Linked DNA regions of Mus musculus: all the other regions are linked to region 6. The links are chromatin contacts, called in public HiChIP or PLAC-seq and promoter capture Hi-C maps. All regions are on one chromosome and are shown on one strand. Each heading gives the region's core, a stretch centred on a gene start, on an enhancer-like site or on the middle of the called end of the contact. The rest is flanking DNA. Distances are from core to core; before and after follow the strand shown. Region 1 overlaps Fndc3b (fibronectin type III domain containing 3B). Region 2 overlaps Fndc3b (fibronectin type III domain containing 3B). Region 3 overlaps Fndc3b (fibronectin type III domain containing 3B). Region 4 overlaps Fndc3b (fibronectin type III domain containing 3B). Region 5 overlaps Fndc3b (fibronectin type III domain containing 3B). Region 6 holds the start of Pld1 (phospholipase D1). Region 7 overlaps Fndc3b (fibronectin type III domain containing 3B).

Region 1 (2,700 bases), core at 165-2,664, 270 kb after region 6:
ATCAGACATTGAACTGTGGCCTTTCTTTCCTCTCATTGGCATTTGAGTTTTACTGGTTTTTGTCCTTTCCTTCTTCCCTCTTCCTCACCCTCCTCGCTTTCAGCTGTGAGGGTCGAGCCTAGGTCTTACTTGCTAGGTAAGCACTCTACCAGTGAGCACACCCTAAGCTCCTCTTTTCCCTTTTCTTGACATTGTACAAACATTATTGACCCAGATCTAGAATTCTGAGGTTTGGGGTGTTTGTGTTTACTGACGTTTTCCCCATTTGTTGTGTATGCACAGAGACTCTTGAGGTACCCCCCCCCCCCACACACACACCTAAAGCTTATGCTGCCATCTGCTATCTACTGAGATTCCTGCCTGCCAGCCGGCTCCTCTGGCTTGAGTTTTGCATTTCATAGGCTAAAAATCCTAAGGTCTAGGGCTGGTGAGAAGGCACAGTGGCTAAGAATGTTTGCTGCTCTTTCAGGTACCCAGGTTTAGGTTTTAGCACCCACATGGTGTTGGTGAGGGACAGGTGATACCGAAGGACTGTGTTGGTAAGGGATAGTTGACACTCAAGGACTATGTTGGTGAGGGACAGGTGACAACGAAGGACTGTGTTAGTGAGGGACAGGAGACACCTGGAGACTGTGCTGGTGAGGGACAGGAGAAGAGTTCCCCATTCTTTATTGTGTCATTATTCCTCAGGGCAGTTAGGTTAGGATATTAAGTTCCCAGGCGTCAGAGACCTGCTTCTCAGTGGTAGTTACTGCTGACCACCTGATTGGTTGGGAAGAGCTCCTGTTCTGTTTAGTCCCACCCTAGATATCGTGGCTGACTGTGGCTAACTGCTAGCTTGCAGCACATAGTGTATGGCTGTGATGATTTCTTGAGTGCATACGATGCTTTGATCCTAGTTTATCGTAGAACAGTTCATAGTTGCATGTAAGATGTTGCCGTATGTCACGGGTACCTATGACCTCTTTACCAGATCAATAACAGGAGACTCACCATTCACTAAGATTGTATGGATTAATTGCTATTTGAGGCCTTATTATGTATGAGGATTCTTTTCTGTATACTTATATGAATTAATATAAAAATAGGTCCAGTTTTTCTTTTATAAACATTTTTTCAAGACAAAAATTGTCTTGCATAAACTAAGCTTTATTCCTGCCTGTCCAAATCATTTCCTTTCGATGGATAAGTAGTATTCCTTGTTATTTGTGAGGGTAGTGTAACCACACCGCTGTCGAATGCTTGGCATTTCTGCTGCTGGTGAGATGCTATTTGTGCAGGTTTATCTGATCCAGATGTGTGACTAGCAAGCTCCATTTCTAATTATAAGAGCAGCCGAATTCCATTACGAGCACACCACGGGATTCTCAGGCTGAGAGGCATCCTGAGAAGGACATCTAGTTCACCGTCTAGCCTTTCAGCAGGGCCACGCTTCACAAACCACTTCAGCACTGAGCAAAGCAGTGGGGACGTTACCCTCATGTATACACTGAACTCGAGTTACTGCAAATACAGCCGGAAAAAGAAGACACAGTTCCTTCTGCCCTGGCTTTCTTGTGACACGGAAAAGCAGGTTCAGGGCCAGCACAGTTTGACTTCATCTGGCTGGACCTTTAGGTCTCTGTCTAGAACTCTGACTGCTTTCTGCTGAAGTGTTCAGTGTCAAGGTAGAAAGGGTGGGAGACTTGGGTGGCGGTGCCAGCTTCCCAAGCAGGATGTAGCCCTCCAACCCCTTGTCTAGAAGTGAGGTGACAGTCTGTGACAGCTGAATTCCACTGGGCTGTCGTAATTCTTTCTGAAACCTAATACGGTATGAGATATTTCATCATATGTGTATTTCTGGTGATGTGCTTGAATGATAAAATACATAAGAAATTAGGCATGCTATTAGGGCTGGGAAATTGACAAATGTGCAAGAAGATGATTCTGAATAAATATATGATCCTTTAACTTGACTTGAGCCTTCGGTTTAATTTTGTCTCGTACGAGATCTCTGTGGCTTCTGGCTGTTTCACAGATACCTGGAAGAGGTAGAACTCCAGCATCATGAGAAAGAACCTTATGGCTTGGGTTACCGAATGGGGTACACATCAGCATACTGGTTAGTCCTAGCTCTGGTTTCCATGGGGTGATAGAGAGTTATCCAGGTGGCTTTGTCTCGCCTAGCAGTGGGTTTGTGTTGCTGCCCAGCAATGGTGAACTTGGGAACTAGTGTGCTTTTATAACATGCAGTAAGTAGGGAAGCTTGCTGCTTATTCTAGGGGCACCTGTGCATGCACCATGCACATGTATGTGCACACACACACACATGCACACAATGTAATAAAAACATTTTAAAAGAGAAAGAGATGAGCAAGTAAAATAGTACTAGCAACTTCATAGGTAAGTGAGACAGATTGACGCAGAACTTGTTAAGTGCTGAATAATCTGGAGACTGACAGAAGAAAAATGCAAAGACATTAGTTTGATTTCTCCCAGAAATTGACATTATCTTGACTTCAGGCGGTAGCCACATTACACTAAAATTGAACAAACAGAAACCCGGGGGTACACACATCATGTTTGGATAGTACTAAATCCATGCGTCTTTTTGTGAAGTTAAAACAGGAGTAGCTCTTTGGATGCACACATTTGGTGGACGCTGTCTCTCAAGCATTATGATCTTTTATTTTTTTAAACTACGGAAGTTGTTCATAGTCT
Region 2 (2,700 bases), core at 94-2,593, 320 kb after region 6:
GATTTCATTCTTGTTGCTGTATCGTTTATTCCATTCTTGGGCTGTATTGTGCCTGTTCTCCTTTAGTGAGTGTGACAGACACATGAGGAACCTGAGGCCCAAGACGATTGCTTCATGTCCTGAGAGCTCATGACCCGAGAGAGGCAAAGACTGCCGTGTGGTTTTCCGTCCCGCACGTTACAAGAGTTATCCAGGAGCTGGGGCCTCTTAGCTTGCTAGTGGAACTGTGCTGCACCTGTTGATTCAGGACAGCAGATAACGGGAAGCAGAAATACTGGTTTACAACTTAAATTCCTTTTGCCCAGCATCATGGTTAGACTTAGCTTACAAGTTAGGACTTCATTCTCATTATTGGGAAAGGAGGGGTACAGCGGTGGAGTACTGGGACCAAGAGGGACAGTTTCCCTTCACGTGTGTGTGTATGTTTGTGTGCTTGCATGTTCACATGGGTGCTAGTAGATATCTGTGGCTGTGTGTGACCATGTGTGCAGACCCAGGCGATGGGACAAGCTTGGGTATCATTCTGCAGGTCTCCCCACCTTTTCCTGGGGCTTGCCTAGGCGAGGCTGTCTTTCCAGTGGCCCTGCTATCTACAGTCTCTTTCCCCACCCCCCAGCACTGGAATTACATGTGTGTCCTACCTTGCCTCAGTTTTCAATGTAGATTCTGGGACTGAGCAGACGCCTCCTTGCTTGCTAGTGAGAAAAGGTTAGAACTGCTTGCTGGCCCTTTCTGAAAACTCTGAAATCATCCTGAGGTCAGCCTCTTGTTTACACTTTAGCTGATTTGCCACATAACTTCCTCTGTGCATCATTATGGCATAACTGAAAAAAGAAACTCTGTATGACATCATTAAACAGCAGCTTGGAAGCCGAGCACAGATTAATGTTGAAGAATATGGTTGCTTAGGGGGGAAAAGATTTTGTTTTTATGGGAATGTCCTTGGTGATAACGAAGGAAGAAAAACACAGGAAACATACAACACGCTGTGAAAGCAGATTCAATTCTGATGGAATATTTCTCAATACTTTCCGTGAACTATGAATCATAAGTGTTGGAGGGGGCCACCAAAGGGCACAGCATTCTGTCCCTCGGAGACCGCACTGTACCCATTACACCAGAAACCGAAGAGTTTTTCTTCTTTGGCCAGACAAAATTGTATAACAGCTGTCAGAGGAAAGGGCCTCAGTGATCAGTGTGAATTCTGGCCTTGGCGTCCAGGCAGGAATTAATACAGGGCAGTGTGGATCTCGTTCTCTTCGTGTCCCCGGCTGAGCCGAGGCGCTGGCAGGTAGCCTTCCTTCCTGTCCACACATGCCATCTCTTTATCTGGGCCATTTCTCTGCTCTCCGCAGAAGCCTTCTGCCAAAACAAACACTCCACTTCCTGGAAAGCCTTAGGTCTGTCTGTTCCTAGAGCCAGCCTTCTGGGCCGCTGCCAGTCGTCCACCTTGACTTTGCTCTGGGCTAGCGAGGAGCAGGTAGAGGGGGCACAGCATAGGCTGGTAATGGAAGCCAGGCTTTCCCTAGCCCTTAGATTAGACTAGGACGTCAGCAGAGACAGGAAACTGCTCTACTCCACCCTGCTCCCAGCCGGGGCAGCATGGTTACTGAGTGGACTCCTGGCTAGTTTGTGCTATGCCAAGTGTGAGTCCTTTACATTTGACTGTTTTAGTGAGAGTGTAATTACCTTGTGTGAACCTGCTTTCCACTCCCCGGAATGTTAAATCACACTAATACTCAAAGCCAGTTGGTTGTTCTAGAGAAACACTTAGTCACTTCGTCCTCTTCCTGACTTGCTCCTGTGCACATCCATTCTCCTCCCTCCTGCTCCCTCCCTCTCCCTCCCCCTCCCCAACCACTGGGGGATTCAGGCTTGAACCTAGTGTTTTATACAAGCACTCTGCCATTGACCAACATTCCCAGTGAAGCATCTTTAAATTTTGAAGGACTGTTATAATGACCCTCATTTCATGATGAATTTTTCATGTTTTGAGCCCTGAAAAAAAAGGCAGGTGATTATCATGACAGTTTGAGCAAAACCAGATTGAATTGCCTAGAAAGCATCGTTATTGCACTATTGCACTAAACACACCGTCTAAAGGCGCTCCACTGCTAATGATTGTGTCCAGAACAATTTTATTCTCTTTTCACAATGACATTATTTTGCTAACTTGTGTTAAGTGGCTCAAGACCTTGAAGTGACAGCAGCCTGTGGAGGGAAACAGAAGTGACCATAGAACCACACAGATACTGAAGCTCAGAGTCCCTTACAGCGAGCAACTATCCTTCTCCCTTGTTTTTTCTTCCTCAGCCCTCCCTCGCTCTGTCATTCTCCTCCAGCAGAGTGTGGGAATGGTGTCATTGGCGGACACTGTGCGCCATGACTCTGAATGACACCATTGAGCAGGATTCACGTTGGATTTCCTCATTTGTCCCCTCCCCCAGGCCGTGGCTCAGCCTGCAGAACCTACTGTTTCTTCCAAAGCATTTGTCCTTTCAGAGTATTTGTTAGGTGAAGCACTGGCTGCCATCTCTTTTCAACAACTCCATGGCAGGTTTCAGGGAACTAAGATTGCCCCTTGCAGTGAACGGCATCGTAACTGGGGTTCACAGGCTGAGGGAGGGAGACTATAATTTCAACTTCCTCAATGTAAACTGGACATTAACAAGAAATTGTTCTCTGACAAACTTAAAACCT
Region 3 (2,700 bases), core at 152-2,651, 480 kb after region 6:
ATGCCTTTGTTGGGCAATGCCCTCTGTTCCTTTGTGAATGGGCCATGCGTGGTGTCATTAGCCCTGTGTCAATGAATGCAGGTCACAGCACATTATCTGATCCCATGTCAATGAGGCTGAGTCACTGGAGGAAGGTACAGGGAGCAACCAGCACATTGCTGTCCGTTAGAGCCCTGTCCTGTGTTTCCAGAGCCTCGCCGCTTTAGTTCTGTGCCCTCTGCCTCCCTCTTTCCTGTAGGATCATGTTTTTGCTCAGTATTGACTTCCCTAAACTATGTTTTAAAAGACACCACGATCAGAATAGAACCTGCAAAATAATAGCCCTGTGTCTCTGGGTTGGCAGTCAGGGGTAGAAAGTGTTTTTAAATGCCTGTGCTTGTCTGAATTGAATCAGACCCTACCTGTGGCAGGAGGTTAGCACTTCTTGTACCTCCATTACTGGGCTGAAGAAAGGCTGCCAGGAGCAAGCCTCGCCCATCTGCTGACTTCCTGTCACCCGTGAGCTATATAAACACTGCAGATTGCGGTCACTTGACATTACCTTGTGGTCAAGCCAACCCTGAATATTCTTTTGAATTATTTGACATTTCAAAATATCATTTTCATAACTATACAGTTTGGTATTTAGCCATTTCTTGTTTTGCTCAGGAATTTGTGACTTGTTCCTTGAGGATATCTGAATTAAGGAGTGTCATGTCATTAAGAAGTGTCAGTGTGCCGCTCCCCGCTGCCCCAACCATGCACACACACAAAAGAAATACCAAAGAGGCACTTGTCATGGCTGTAGTACTGTTTAGTAAAAGCTGATTTTACGTTTCCTTTGTAAGCTCTGAATTAGAAGTCTGTAAATCAAGAGTCTTCGACACAGCCAAGCCTGCTGTGGGCAGAGAGAGCGACAGTGGGCAGACCCCTGGGGCGGAAAGGAGCAGGGCTGGGAATGTGGGTGGGTCTGATTAGGCCTCAGTGGTTCACAGTGCTGTCCTGAGGATACTCTCCAGGTCGGTTCTGCCTTTCAACTTTTTTTTTTCTTTTTAGATTTTATTTATTTTTATTATATATGTTTGAGTGTTTACCTGACTGCTTGTCTGTGTCCCGTGTGCATGCAGTACTCACATGGGCCTGAAGAGGGACTATAGTTACAGGTAGTTGTGAGCTTCCCCATGGGCCCTGGCAAGTGAACACAGGTCCTCTGGAAGTGCGGCCGGTGTGCCTACCCACTGAGCCGGCTGTGTCTCCAGCCCCAGTCGCCTGGTTTCTTATCGTTACCCTCAAGCAAGTGAAAAGTGGTTTCTAGAGGAAGCAGATGTTCCTTTTCCTGTTCCTTTTCCTGTAGTCCTTCTGTGAGCCTAAAACTAGCACAAATAAGTTTAGAAAAATTGGGGAACTGCTGCTTTGTTGGCGTTTTCCCACTGGGGAGTTAAGGTGCCTGGTGTGGGCCTGGGTAGCTTTCCCCACACTTCCCCTGCTAAGCAGTACAGCCTGGACAGTCATCCCGTGACTCAGCGTTCCCACCCCATCTGCTCACTGAGGGACCAGGCCGCAGACGACTGTACCTGTTAAATGATGCCCTGGAGATCTGAGCTGAATTCCCACTGTGAAAGCCTTCTCCCTCCCCGCCCACTGCCAAGAGCATCCAGGCTGCCACACAAGGCTTCAGCTGCAATCTCCAGCACAGCAAAAGAACAGAAATTAAATTAGATCTTAAAATATAGATTCATAAAATAGTTTGTTAGGCTAGAGTTCTTAGGGGAAAGGCTGAGGGGGTCATAATGAAACAGTACTATCTCAGAACCTTATCATCCAGAGCTAGTGGGGGTTCGTGGAAGCAAATATCCTTAGTCTGTCTTCTGTTTTGGGTGCTCTGTTGGTCTTCAGTTAATAAATGAAAGAACCTTAAGCTTTGTTTTAGGCCCTAAAAATTAGAATTTATCTCCCTAGTTTTTCTATTTCTCTGGATTAAATGAATCTGGCTTTTATCTTTTGAAAGAAATGTTTCCTTTCCCCGAGTGTATCAGTGTTCTACATGTGTGTGTATAAATGCATCACATATCTCCAGTGCCTCCTGAGGCCAGTAGCCAAATCTCCTGAAAGGAGAGTTACAGCAGACGTGGGTGCTGGGAATCAAACCTGGACCCTCAGCCACAGCACCAACTGTCCAGGCCTGGTTTTCCTCTTGTTATAAGAAAGCTGCCAAATATTTTATTCTTTGAAAGAGAAGAATATTTGTATAACATTTAAGGAGCATGTCTTCCATAGCAGGCGTTGTTTGAGTTGTCACGTTTTACAGTGAAGCAGGCACACAAATCCATTAACTATGTTAGTGATGAGCTGTGAGTGACGATGGGAAGGGACCATGGAGGTTGGGATAAGAAGTGATTACACTTAGATGCTCAGCCAGACTTTGTAGGGAAGACCTGAGATGAACAGTGTCAGGGAGAAAGGCTGGGCATGAGGAGCAAAGGCACAGGTCCTGGGCGGGCATCAAGGGGTGCTTGACGTCCGTGAGGAGCGTCCAGGAGCCAGTAGAGCCAATGACATTAAGAGCAGTGGACGAAGAAGTCCAAGAGCTGTTGGGTGTGTCTGAGATGCAGTGACGGGCAGCATACAGCTTCTCTCTGTGCTTCTGTAATACAGGGCTTGCATCTTCATCCTGAGTAAGGTGGAATCCATCAAAAGGGTCTAAACTAAACTCCCTGACTC
Region 4 (2,700 bases), core at 59-2,558, 470 kb after region 6:
TTGAAAAGAGAAATCTACCTTCTGGTGATTAACTACCCTTAACGTTGTAAACGGAATGGCTCTTGCACAGTGAAGCAAATCAACTAGTAAGGAAGAGGCCGACTTGTATTTACTGGCTATAGTTCTAAGTACCAGAAATGGGCAACGGAGGCCAAATATAGGCACAGGAGAAATGAGGCTCTGAGGGGAACCCACACAGGCGTGGAAGGGAAAGCAACTCAAGGGCAGGGTGTGCCTTTTTCAGCCTGTTTGCTCTGGGTTCACAAACAGGGGAGGAAGGCAGGCAGATCTCACTGCTGCTAAGATGACTGACTGTGAGCACACAGGATGCACATGTAGTGTAACCGGACACTGGCCAGAACTGCTGATGTACACAGAGGCAGCATCCCCATGAGTAGATCTACTGTATCAATCCACGCATCCAAGGTGAAAGCCGGTGCCAGTCACCAGTGTACCAGCCACACAGTGGCTTTGCTCTGTCATGCTGGGACGTGCGTGCTCTTACCTCCACCCGTCCACCCTGCACCTCAAGGTGTCTGAACCCTTGGCAGAGTGAGCTTTAAATCTTACAGATCATCAGGGCTTCCATTGAGACAGTGCCCTCCTGGCTGGGGAGGAGACGGGGAGCTGGATTATAAATGGGATTTACACTGCTGGGTGGATACTGCGTGTTTATGTTTAGTCTGTCTGCTCTAGTGTGTTTCTTCTTAATTACATGTCACCTGAAATGTGTTTCAGCGGTCTATATTCAGAGCCTGCTTACAGAAAAGAGATTCTTAAATTGGCTTAGAAGAAAACTGCTGGCTTCCTGCTTTAGGAAGTAATTTGCGAGTTTCAGACATACTCCTGGAGTCTCTGGACCTGGCGAGAACATTCACTCTGTTTTGCCTTTGTTAGTTAATAATGTGAGGTGGTTTGGTTCTGTTTTAAACAGGGTCTTAACCATGTAGCCCTAGCTGGCTTCCAACTCAATATGTAGACCAGGCTGGTCCAAGATTTTTGGTGATCATCTTGCCTGTGCCTCCTGAGGGCTGGAGTTGCCGGTGTTCACCCCCGTGCCTGGGTAGTATGTTTCCTTGTTTCATGATCGACCAATAAGATAATATTCATTGTGAGTGGAAATGCTGTTCATAAAACTGCTCATATGAATTTTTATGTCTCTGACCATGGCCCAGCTTAAATGGTCTTTTTCCTTAAATGTAGAACCATGAGACCCCAGCCGCAGACCTGAGTCTAGAGTCTCAGGCTGTATCCCAGCTCCCTCAGGAGCCTGGTGAGGGAGAATCACAAACTCAAGGCCGGCTTAAGGACCTTTGGTGACTCTGTCTTAAAATGAAATGGGATGAGGGGGTTAGGAGTGAGTCAGCAATGGAATGGTTGCCTGTCATGTTTGAAACCCAGGGCTCAACCCCGAGGACAAAAGACAGACAGACTGACAGGCACTCTACATGATGACAGGTTTTCTTTTTACACAGAAGAACTTGAAAACTCTTCATAAGAAACTTAGAATGAATACATGCTTATGCGCACGCTCTCTCTCTTTCTCTTTCTCTCTTTCTCTCTCTTTCTCTCTCTTTCTTTCTCTCTCTCTCTCTCTCTCTCTCTCTCTCTTTCTCTCCCTCACTCTTTGTATGTGTCTCTGTCTATCTGTCTGGGTGTGTATGTGTGTGTGGGGGGGTGGGGTTAGATATAGGCATTCAACCAATATTCCAAGTCTTATCAAACAATGATAAGTCCTTCTGCAGAGTTTGAGCTGCTCCTGATGTGGACAGGATGACTCAAAGGCTTGTGGCCAGTATTTAGGAACCAGTAAACAAACAGCTCACCATGGCCACCGTGATGGGTGTATCCAGGGGTTTGAGCCACTGTGACAGAAGAGACAAGACAAGCAGGGAGGCCAGCTGCCCAGATGGGGGTGGGGTGGGGTGTGAGGATTCCTGAGAAAGGCCAGGCCACTTCCGAGGTGCGATCCTTAGCTCTATGCAACTCTCCCTTGTTCAATGGCCACGGCCACCCACGCAAGTGAGGAGCATCTTAGTGACCGCAGTTCTTATCTGCCACATCGCCTTTCCTGCCACATCGCCCTGGGACTGACCTTCATCCTATGCTATCAACTAAACCCTGTTAGACGCCCAAGTCCGAAGGGCTCTGGGCCTCGTTGGCAGGTCTGTGTGGCTTTTGTGTTTAGAGTGCACTTCCATGTGGGGTGCTTCATGTTCAATGCCGGTTCCTCGGGATACCCACCTCCTGTTGTCTTAATTCATCCAAACTAGAAATTTCAGCTTTTGTTTAAAATATTCCTTCATTTTCTTATGGTAATTTGTTTTTTGGTTTTTGGGTTTTTTTTACAATTGTATACATTTGGAAATGTCATGGCAAACCCCCATCCATCCACACAGTAACTTTAAGTTTAAATGATGAATGAATGAATAAGCGTAGTGATAATAAACAGGTAGATGGAGAGTGCTATGTTCTGGGTGAGTTTCGGGTAGATGAACAGTCTCTGTGTCCTTCCAGGGAAAGAGAAACAGTGGTTTCAGACAGTGTTTCTTTGGAAGCCAGAAGCACTGCAAACTGACAAAGCTCTGTCCAGCCATGGGCTACACGTTCAGGCTCGCTGCTCGGAACGACATCGGCACCAGGTATGGCGTCTCCTTTTCTCCTTGCCTGTCAAATGTCAGGGCATGGCTCTGGCAGTCT
Region 5 (2,700 bases), core at 75-2,574, 360 kb after region 6:
AAAAAAAGAAGAAGTTTACATGGAGGATGAGGTGGGGTAGTGGAAAGCTAGCCCTGTTAACCCAAATCAAAATGAGCGAGCTCTTAGTTTAGGTTGAATTTCTGGACCATAAGCCTGGCTTCATGTTAAGAGAAAGGTAACAAGAACATTTGGGGGAATTAGAACTGTTTATAGATGTTTATCTAATCTAGCACCAAAGAAGCAGAGACCAACATAAACATGGGACATTGCCAGTTTGGGGGTTACCTTGAGCCCATAGATTTAATGAGTTTAAAATATTGCTCTGCCTCAACTCAGAGTGGGTAACCTAATTCTTCCACCATGGTGAATGGTTCCTGTGACTACCATGTTGCTAAGAGACCTGTTATACTATCAGGTTGCCTTGGGGAAATAATGGTTTCTTTAGACTCCTTAGCTGAGCGCTTGTTAATCAGAGCTATGAAGAGCCTCACAGAAGTTTTTCCCAGGCCAGAAATAAATTTTTATCAGGAAAGAAACCAACTTTAGTTTGTGAAAACTGACATAAAGCAAAGTCCAAGTTGTTTTAACTCAAATTCTGATTCATAGTGATAGAAAAGAGAGTTGTGTTATATGATACAAAACCATTCTTGCTAGAAATAAGTTCCAGCGACTTGTGTGCTAAGTAGTGAGTTCCCTGCCCCCGCAGCCCGTCTTTGTTAATGGTTCTTGGGAGCACGGCTGGGGTGCACAGAGGAATGCTTAGATGGAGGAGGTGAGGAAGAAACTCCAAAATTGTTTTTCTCCTTGGTATTAGTCTGTATGAGGTGATCCATCACTCGATAGGGAAACAAATGCCGTCAAATGCTGTAGTGTTTTCATTTTATATTTATGCCAGACTTGATTTTAGAGCAAGAATCTGCCATGAAGGGGCCCGCCTTGTCCTAGATCAGCGAGTGGCAGGAGGTTTCCAAGGAAGGCACCTGCTGTCCTTGTAGGTTTCTGGGGCCTTGTCACCACATTGAAGGGGCTGAGATTGCTGCAGACACCTTCTAATGGCAACCTAGATCTCTCCAGGTTTCTTCTCGGTGCCCACACACGTACTGAACTGGCTGTGTTCATTGAATTATATGTTGAGAAGCTGTTCGTAAAAAAAGAATTCCCCCGTGTGTTTCTTTTGTTGGGAATGTGCAGAGTGCAGAGGTCAGAGGGCAGCTAGCTGGAGTCAGTTCTTCCTTCCACTGTGGAGGTCCTGGGGGTCCGACGCAGGGTGTCAGTCAGGCCTGGGGGTCCGACGCAGGGTGTTAGTCAGGCTTGAAAGCACCTTGCCCGCTGAGCCACCTCTCTATTTATTTTCAGTTCCTCATATTGCATTTCCGTTTGTCTGTCCCCAAGTCATTGTTGCGCTTTCAGAGCTGGGCGGATGGGTGGTGAACTGTGAGGGGGCCTCTCTGCAACATCCATTTTCTGGTGTGTGAACTTGGAGTGGCACCTGGATGGCTTCATGGTTGCTGTTCCAATGTTAGTTCTTTGTAAAGTAGTTTAGGCTCATCTTGTCTTTTTTTGTGTAGTCCTATCCCAGGGTTAGCCACTTCTCTAAGCAGTCCTGCTTTAGACTCTTTAGTAGAGAGTAGAAATTGGGAGCCAATATCTGCTCTACAGTATACTGGATACTTATTTGGACCTCTCTAAGAGTGGGTAGAGTTGAACACTTTTTAAAAATCAACTGTTGAGTGTGTGTGTGTGTGTATGTATCTGTATCTACATGTGTATGAGTCTGTTTATATTGTATAGAGTTTAGTTTTTAATATTTTTCACTTCCTTTTCCTCTCTGAAACTGTCCCATATACATCTTCCTGCTCTCCTTCAAACTCATGACTTCTCTTTTCATCTATTATTACTGTATGTACATAATATACATCCATAAATACTTACACATTCCCAAATAAAGTCGGTTGAATCCATATAATGTTATTTGTATGCATGTTGTCATGACTGATCATTTTGGTGCCAGATAACCAGTTGAATGTGAATGTCCTTATATGTTCACAGATACATATATTCATAAAGACTCACAATTTAGACAGCTGAGTTGGCACAGTATTGTAATCCCAGCACTTGAATGTATGCTCACAGGTACATATATGCATAAAAGCTCACATTTTAGACAGGTGGCTTAGCACAGTCCTGTAATCCCAGCACTTGTCAGGTAGAGGCAGGAGGATTAGCAGTTTCAGGTCATCCTTGGCTCCATAGCAAGTTCAAGGCCAACTTGAGCTTCGTGGGATTGTGCCTGAAGCACACACACACACACACACACACACACACACACATCTCACACTTGCTGCTCCATCTCATCTCACTGTGTAAACTGGAATCTTCATTGCATGATACGTTTAACTCTAGCATAATAGAGAATCTATTCTAATCCTTTTCCTACTTTAAATTCCCTGTCATATTTATGAAAGGGTGACATGTGGCCCCTTGTGCCTGCGACCACCCTCTTAGTGCATCCTCTGCCTCTCCCCTTGCTTCTTATGTCCACGTCTCCTCTGCACAGGGCTCTTTCTCCCATGTAGATTAGCACTATTGAGAGCTCCTGCCATGGATGCTGTGCTCCTGTGTCTAGCTGTTCTACACTTCCCACTCCATTAGCATCCTCTGATCATTAGCATCCTCTGATGCCCACATCACCATGTCTGCTTATTCCACCCCACCCCAAATTACCCATGCTAGGTTTCT
Region 6 (2,700 bases), core at 10-2,509:
AAAGCACGTACTATGGAAAGAGATTCTTGCATAAGTAGGCATAACAGACTAGTTCAAACTAGGCTCTCTGCACCCGTCAGGCTTCCTTGACAGCACCTCTGACAGGTCAGGACTTCTGAATATCTCTCTGAATTTCCTGGGTAGCTAGTCTCCAGAGGCCCTGGGAAGGTCATAAGGAGTTGGCTAAGCTGAAATTGGTGGGCCTGGCTGTCTAAGAGCGCTCTTCGTCCTGTGGAAAGATCTAGAAATGGTCGAATGCAGAAGCTCCTGTGGTCCTTAAGATTATGTTTTGAGCTTCATGAAAGAAGGCCGCTGGCAGTGATCTGAGATTGGGAGGCGGGGGTGAGGAAGGCAAACGTAGGCGTGGCAGGTAGCCCTAGGGTATGGGGGAAAGGGCTGGCCAAATTCTAAGTCTTGACCTGTACTTAAGAGATGGAAGCAGGAGGGCCAGGAATGTCATCCTTGGCTACATAGCCTTTGAGTGCAGCCTGAGCTACAGAAGACTGTTTCAAACAAACCGTCCCATGGCTTAGAGACCTCCTAAGGTCCCTCCCTGACCCGGAACAGTCAGTCCCAAACATCTTGGGTCGGAGCTAAAATAGCAACTGCCTAACACAGGCCTTTCTTTTAATTGCTACCCCTGTCCCTCCTCCACTTCAGCACAGCACATCTTTGGCCCCGAGGCAGCAGCTGTGTGGCTCGGCGCCCGGCACTGTGCTTCAGCTGGACTCTAAGCCACTGGAATGCAGCACTTCCTGGTTGGTCCGGGATGTTGGTGCTGTCGCCATCCCGGTCAGCCCACAGTGCTAAGGAGCTCAGGGAGCGCGGGACGATCTAGCGGGAGCGAACAAATCTACTGAGCCCGGGACCCGAGGAGGTGGGGTGGGGTGCATCCTACAGAGGACGCCCCGGATCTGCAGGGACTTGAGAGTGGAGTGGGGCTAGGACATCAGCAGCTGACCCGGCTCTGCTCTCAGGGTAGCGGTCCTCGCCTGCGGTCAGTGTGCGCGCGGCTCTTGCCAGCGCAGACACTACAGGAATTAAGACTATGGGAGGGACTCCAGGGTTCCCAAGGGAACTTCAGGGACAGGGCTGGTGAGAGGGGCAAGAGAGGCGGGATGAAGCACGAGGACCGCGAACGTCCTGCGGGCTCAGAAGTCCCGCAAGCCTGGCCCCGGCAGCTCCTACCTGCGGGCCTGGGGCGCGGGCACACACTCTGCGGCGGCGGCGACTTCGGGGGTCCCCGCGCAGCTGGCGCAGCTGGGGCCGCGGAAGAAGGGCGGGCGCTGGGACTCGCCGCCCGGAACTCGGCCGGTCTGCAGGGTGGGGCGGGGCGGCGCCGGCCAGCCTCGGTGACAGCCTCTGCCGCCGGCCTTCCTCCATGCCTCGGTTCTAACACTTTCTTCTGTCCAAGTGTCCTAACTCAGCCACAGTTATCCGCGGGGCGCAGGGGCGCACGCAGGCGTTGTTCTTACCAAGTTCACTTCCCTGGTCTCTGAGCCCAATCCTTGTCCAAGACTGGCCCGCAAGTTACAAGCCAACAGCGAGCCAACTGGTGAAATATTCCTGCCCTGAAGTGACTTGCTTAATTAGGGGCTTTGTAGAGGTCAACTGTGGCCTTCCTGCAAATCCCACGGGTAGGTCTTGGTAGGTGTTATTGCCTGTTTATAAGGAAACTGAGGCTGGCAAGTAAAGAACCAGCCTGACCCTAAGCTTGCTGGAGCCAGCAATCTCTTCAGTCCCCAAAACTGCCCGTGCTTGTCCCCCCAGACCCCCCTTCTCTCTCTCTCTCTCTCTCTCTCTCTCTCTCTCTCTCTCTCTCTCTCTCTGTGTGTGTGTGTGTGTGTGTGTGTGTGTGTGTGTGTTGTGGCGAGTGTTCGGTTGGTTAGTTTGAAGTTAGGTCTCTGCTGTATACCTGGTTGGCCATGAAGAACAGGTAGAACTCAAACTACATGATCCTCCTGTCTCAGTCACACATCGCCCTCACACTTCTCACTCCCACTTGCCATCAGTACTGGGTCTAATTCAGAAATGTTAGAGAGAAAAGTAAAAATAAAATGGGAGGAGAACGAGAAAGTCCCATTACCCCGATGGAACTGTCCGCACAGTAACTTTGCCGTTTTAATACACTTAAGAGAGTCGTCATCAAGGGAAATCCAGTGGCTGGGTGGTGTGAATAGCAATCCTTTGGGAATATAATTTTGAACACAAGTCAGTTCCAAAACTGGTTGCACAACACTGCTTCCAGCCAAAACCCAAAGATGCAACAGTTAGTTTCCTGTACATCAAATTGCTGATGCTGTTGGTCTTTTGAAATTGTTTATTGAGTATTATACAGTGAGACAGACCCAGTTACATAATGTCTTACCATGCCCATGGCACTGCATGAAATGAAAAATATAATATTTCTGTCCAGACAGAGGAGGAGTGAAATTATAGCGCGGGGCTCAGTTTTCAAGTAACCTGGAGCTGCCCAGCCCTCCCTGACTGCATTCTTCTCTTTTGAGCACATCTTTCCTAATGATTGCAGAGTCGGGCAGCCGTCACTCTTTCCTTGTTGACAGAAATAATTGATGCCTTTTGAATCCTATGATTCTGACAGATTTTTGCAATTATATGCACAGCCTTCTGAGCAAACAGGGTCTTGCCTAAGAGGGGTTTGGCAAGACTATATAACAAGGAAGTAACTGAAAAGCTGCA
Region 7 (2,700 bases), core at 120-2,619, 380 kb after region 6:
CCCTACACTCCCTAAAACATTTTACACAAATGGCTTTAACAGTTTTTAGGACAATACTTGGGATTAAGAGACTATTTGCTCGATATACAGTTTGGTAATTTAAAAAGCCAAATTTTATAGACGCCCTGTACTATGAAATACTTGATATTTTGTGTGTTAAGGAAAAGTTGCCCAGTAAGTAAATAGTATATGTTGTATACACTAGTTGGCCTTATACATTATAAGAGCACATGATATTTTAAAAACTTATCCCATACAGCGTAATTATAACAAAAGAGAGAATGCAACAAATTGCAGTCAAGGAGAGCACTGGGGCTGGAGAGGTGGCTCAGTGGTTAAGAGCACTGGCTGCTCTTCCAGAGGACCTGGGTTCAAGTCCAATTATCTACATGATAGCTAACAACCACCTGTAACATCAGTCATAGATTGGATTCTCTTCTGCCCTCCTTGTGTACACATGATACACAGACATCATATTATTTCTGAGGCAAAACATCTATACACATAAAATAAAAATAAAATATTAAATTATCAAAAACATTTGTAAATAATGGCGAGATGTGTGCTCATTAGGCACACGCAACTCTTGCAGGTGTTAGTGAACTCAATGTTTACGGTAGGTATTTTTATTTCCACTTACAACTGTTGAGAAGTGAGGCTCAGAGAGGCTAAATGAGGTCGTTGTTCAAGGGCACACTGAGGTTCGAGACCAGGGGGAGAACACGCTCCCAGCTCCTGTTCTGTTAAGCCAAGTGCATTGATTTTTGGATTTCAAAGCTAGTACAATTCTTCTTAAGTGAATCAATTCAAATAAAGATATAAAGGAAATGTCTGTATGTTTTGGTGGCTGTACTAAAGATGCTGAAGGTGATGTGGAACATGAACTTGGAAACCAACACTTTATTGGTTGGCATATAGTTTCAATTCTACTTAAAAATAAATTGGCGCCATGTAACCATCCATTGCTTTGGTAAGAGGAACATGGTAAAAATCAAACTCAGGATCTTAAAAATGCAAAGCCCTGTTGTGCTCCACCACTGAGCGTTGATGCATGTCACACTCTGTTTGCTTTTGCTTACAGGCACATGAGACGCCTGGGTTTGTGAGTGTAGAGATGCTCAAAGAGTTCAGTGACGAGATATGTTATCCTTCAACTTGCAATGAGCTCTCATCTGGAACCTTCCTTTATATACTGCACCCTTCCTGCCCTCTGCTCTTTCCCTGCTCATGCCAGTCCTTTCCACCCTACTGTATCCTCTCCTGTCATGGTCACAACACCTTGGTGTGAAAGCTGCATTGTGCTTACCTGTAAATGCAGTGACTAGGAGACAGAATCTGGGTTTTGTTCCCGCAGGGCAGTGTTCACTGCTGGCAGCACAATTCCCAACAGGAGAAAGCAAACAAACCACACAGTGTCTGGGGCCTGGAAGCTGACCTCAGTGAAAGCCATCCCTTTGGGTTGACATTTGGGGGTGGGTTGCTAACTCCACATGAGAGCTAGCCAGGGAAAGTAAGTTCTTCTTACTTCACTTGTAGGGAAATTGTTGGACTGTAGAATCCTTGGAAGAATGTCAACCTCTTTTTGGTGTATGACAATTAGTTTGTGATGAAATATTAACCCAAACTACATCTTAGGTAACTGTTAACCTTGCCACTCATTAACTTGCCTTAATCATATGGTTAGCATTCATTGATAGAATGCTTAAATAGCATGCACAGCACCCTTGTAGGATCCCCATTATTACATAAAACTGGCCATGGTGGGAGTTCTAGACTAGCCTGGGCTACACAAGACCTTGTCTCCAAAAGGGACAGGAGCAGACAGCTACAACAAGGAACCATTCATTAAATTAACTCCTGTTAGTGTGATGTTTTCTTTGAAAAGTAGAAATCAACTTAGCATGAATACTCATAATGTTGCTTGATTTTAGAAGCTGATCTGTTTTTCTCTCTGCTTAATGAGAGACAAACCAAGCAGCTGGTGGACTTTGTTATTGTTTATTTCTGATATTGGGGATTAAATCTAGGATCTTCCATGTATCAAACAAGTATTTCACCACTGAGCTATACTCAAGAATTTTAAAAGCACCCCAACTTTTCATTTTGAAGTAGGGTTTTGTAAAGATGCCCCAGCAGGCTTGAACTTGTGATTTTCCAGTCTTAGCTGCTCAGCTTACTGGGATTACAGGACTGCATAACTGAGTCCAGCTGTTTTGGGGCATTTAAAAGATTTTGTACCTTTCACATTAATGGTAGTTTATAATGAGTTATTGAAAATAAAAATCACATAAACCCTAAATCCAAAGCCTCTGAAGACTTTTTGAACCTCAAGAATGTTTACTTCAAAATTTGTTTATCTATATTAATCATAATACATTTTAAAAATAAAAAGTAGAAATGTAATTTGTTAGGAAGAGATTTGAGCTTTTCTAACACATGTTTTACGGTCAGGAAGGGGAAAAAAAGCTTTTGTTCCATTCTATCAGGTTGGCTTTAGAAGAATAGCTTGGTTCATGGAATTCGTGGCCTTAGGGAGTTGTTAAGTATTAATAGAGATGATTATAGCCTTGTTGTTGCTGCTTTTGTGTATGTTTTGTTTGTTTCCTTGCGTTGCATAGCCAGGAAATTACGCCAGCCATGGTTTCAGGCTGTCGTGGCAATTATTGAAGAGAAACTAAGCATAGTTAAAACTAGTAAGTA

The links. Promoter capture Hi-C pulls out the DNA fragments that hold promoters and counts their contacts. HiChIP or PLAC-seq counts read pairs in DNA pulled down with a chosen protein or histone mark.
Region 1: an H3K27ac HiChIP or PLAC-seq map of heart atrium shows a contact between it and region 6, with 5 read pairs. The contact joins the enhancer-like site here to the promoter of Pld1 in region 6. A contact is called at or near these places in 3 of 39 promoter capture datasets (liver, maxillary cranial neural crest and neutrophils), 3 of 484 Hi-C or Micro-C datasets (the HL-1 cell line, granulocyte-monocyte progenitors and peritoneal macrophages), 5 of 115 datasets of contacts at active chromatin or transcription factors (bone marrow-derived macrophages, extraembryonic endoderm stem cells, heart atrium and 1 more) and 3 of 9 other capture datasets (adipose tissue, macrophages and pancreatic islet).
Region 2: a promoter capture Hi-C map of liver shows a contact between it and region 6, with 2.9 times the contacts expected there. The contact joins the enhancer-like site here to the promoter of Pld1 in region 6. A contact is called at or near these places in 7 of 39 promoter capture datasets (the 3T3-L1 cell line, 3T3-L1-derived adipocytes, cranial neural crest and 2 more), 1 of 484 Hi-C or Micro-C datasets (the C2C12 cell line), 3 of 115 datasets of contacts at active chromatin or transcription factors (fibro-adipogenic progenitors, microglia and pancreatic cancer cells) and 5 of 9 other capture datasets (adipose tissue, embryonic stem cells, liver and 2 more).
Region 3: an H3K4me3 HiChIP or PLAC-seq map of bone marrow-derived macrophages shows a contact between it and region 6, with 11 times the contacts expected there. The contact joins the enhancer-like site here to the promoter of Pld1 in region 6. A contact is called at or near these places in 11 of 39 promoter capture datasets (the 3T3-L1 cell line, cranial neural crest, embryonic stem cells and 7 more), 4 of 484 Hi-C or Micro-C datasets (the HL-1 cell line, the STO cell line, erythroblasts and 1 more), 8 of 115 datasets of contacts at active chromatin or transcription factors (bone marrow-derived macrophages, extraembryonic endoderm stem cells, fibro-adipogenic progenitors and 4 more) and 3 of 9 other capture datasets (adipose tissue, embryonic stem cells and liver).
Region 4: an H3K27ac HiChIP or PLAC-seq map of heart atrium shows a contact between it and region 6, with 6 times the contacts expected there. The contact joins the enhancer-like site here to the promoter of Pld1 in region 6. A contact is called at or near these places in 12 of 39 promoter capture datasets (the 3T3-L1 cell line, 3T3-L1-derived adipocytes, HPC-7-derived erythroid cells and 7 more), 6 of 484 Hi-C or Micro-C datasets (the HL-1 cell line, the STO cell line, Sertoli cells and 3 more), 9 of 115 datasets of contacts at active chromatin or transcription factors (acute myeloid leukemia, bone marrow-derived macrophages, embryonic basal ganglia and 6 more) and 1 of 9 other capture datasets (adipose tissue).
Region 5: an H3K4me3 HiChIP or PLAC-seq map of bone marrow-derived macrophages shows a contact between it and region 6, with 4 times the contacts expected there. The contact joins the enhancer-like site here to the promoter of Pld1 in region 6. A contact is called at or near these places in 5 of 39 promoter capture datasets (the HPC-7 cell line, cranial neural crest, hematopoietic stem and progenitor cells and 2 more), 5 of 484 Hi-C or Micro-C datasets (embryonic stem cells, muscle stem cells and uterus), 6 of 115 datasets of contacts at active chromatin or transcription factors (bone marrow-derived macrophages, embryonic stem cells, heart atrium and 1 more) and 3 of 9 other capture datasets (adipose tissue, embryonic stem cells and macrophages).
Region 7: a promoter capture Hi-C map of liver shows a contact between it and region 6, with 3 times the contacts expected there. The contact joins the enhancer-like site here to the promoter of Pld1 in region 6. A contact is called at or near these places in 9 of 39 promoter capture datasets (HPC-7-derived erythroid cells, cranial neural crest, embryonic stem cells and 4 more), 2 of 484 Hi-C or Micro-C datasets (adipose-derived mesenchymal stem cells and bone marrow-derived macrophages), 5 of 115 datasets of contacts at active chromatin or transcription factors (acute myeloid leukemia, embryonic stem cells and heart atrium) and 3 of 9 other capture datasets (adipose tissue, embryonic stem cells and macrophages).

The regions. Positions count from the first base shown.
Region 1 is chr3:27,669,290-27,671,989 of GRCm38.p6, reverse strand. The region is part of intron 1 of Fndc3b (fibronectin type III domain containing 3B); the gene reads left to right. Among named protein-coding and RNA genes, the nearest start is that of Fndc3b, 40 kb to the left of the region's middle. Within about 2 kb of position 1,414, at least 17 of the 459 cell types and tissues checked have an H3K27ac peak or open chromatin away from gene starts, as enhancers often do. A contact at or near this core is called in heart atrium, where this site is marked.
Region 2 is chr3:27,615,379-27,618,078 of GRCm38.p6, reverse strand. All of the region lies in intron 3 of Fndc3b (fibronectin type III domain containing 3B), which reads left to right. Among named protein-coding and RNA genes, the nearest start is that of Mir3092, 32 kb to the right of the region's middle. Within about 2 kb of position 1,343, at least 164 of the 459 cell types and tissues checked have an H3K27ac peak or open chromatin away from gene starts, as enhancers often do. A contact at or near this core is called in the C2C12 cell line, adipose tissue, liver and 3 more, where this site is marked.
Region 3 is chr3:27,452,397-27,455,096 of GRCm38.p6, reverse strand. All of the region lies in intron 21 of Fndc3b (fibronectin type III domain containing 3B), which reads left to right. Among named protein-coding and RNA genes, the nearest start is that of Gm32738, 29 kb to the left of the region's middle. Within about 2 kb of position 1,401, at least 42 of the 459 cell types and tissues checked have an H3K27ac peak or open chromatin away from gene starts, as enhancers often do. A contact at or near this core is called in the HL-1 cell line, bone marrow-derived macrophages, hematopoietic stem and progenitor cells and 1 more, where this site is marked.
Region 4 is chr3:27,470,164-27,472,863 of GRCm38.p6, reverse strand. Fndc3b (fibronectin type III domain containing 3B) reads left to right here. Exons shown (of 26, transcript NM_173182.3): 12 at 2,518-2,642. Among named protein-coding and RNA genes, the nearest start is that of Gm32738, 11 kb to the left of the region's middle. Within about 2 kb of position 1,308, at least 15 of the 459 cell types and tissues checked have an H3K27ac peak or open chromatin away from gene starts, as enhancers often do. A contact at or near this core is called in the HL-1 cell line, extraembryonic endoderm stem cells and heart atrium, where this site is marked.
Region 5 is chr3:27,578,070-27,580,769 of GRCm38.p6, reverse strand. All of the region lies in intron 3 of Fndc3b (fibronectin type III domain containing 3B), which reads left to right. Among named protein-coding and RNA genes, the nearest start is that of Mir3092, 5.6 kb to the left of the region's middle. Within about 2 kb of position 1,324, at least 40 of the 459 cell types and tissues checked have an H3K27ac peak or open chromatin away from gene starts, as enhancers often do. A contact at or near this core is called in bone marrow-derived macrophages and hematopoietic stem and progenitor cells, where this site is marked.
Region 6 is chr3:27,937,239-27,939,938 of GRCm38.p6, reverse strand. Pld1 (phospholipase D1) reads right to left here and starts at 1,259. Exons shown (of 27, transcript NM_001164056.1): 1 at 1,189-1,259.
Region 7 is chr3:27,556,255-27,558,954 of GRCm38.p6, reverse strand. All of the region lies in intron 3 of Fndc3b (fibronectin type III domain containing 3B), which reads left to right. Among named protein-coding and RNA genes, the nearest start is that of Mir3092, 27 kb to the left of the region's middle. Within about 2 kb of position 1,369, at least 8 of the 459 cell types and tissues checked have an H3K27ac peak or open chromatin away from gene starts, as enhancers often do. A contact at or near this core is called in liver, where this site is marked.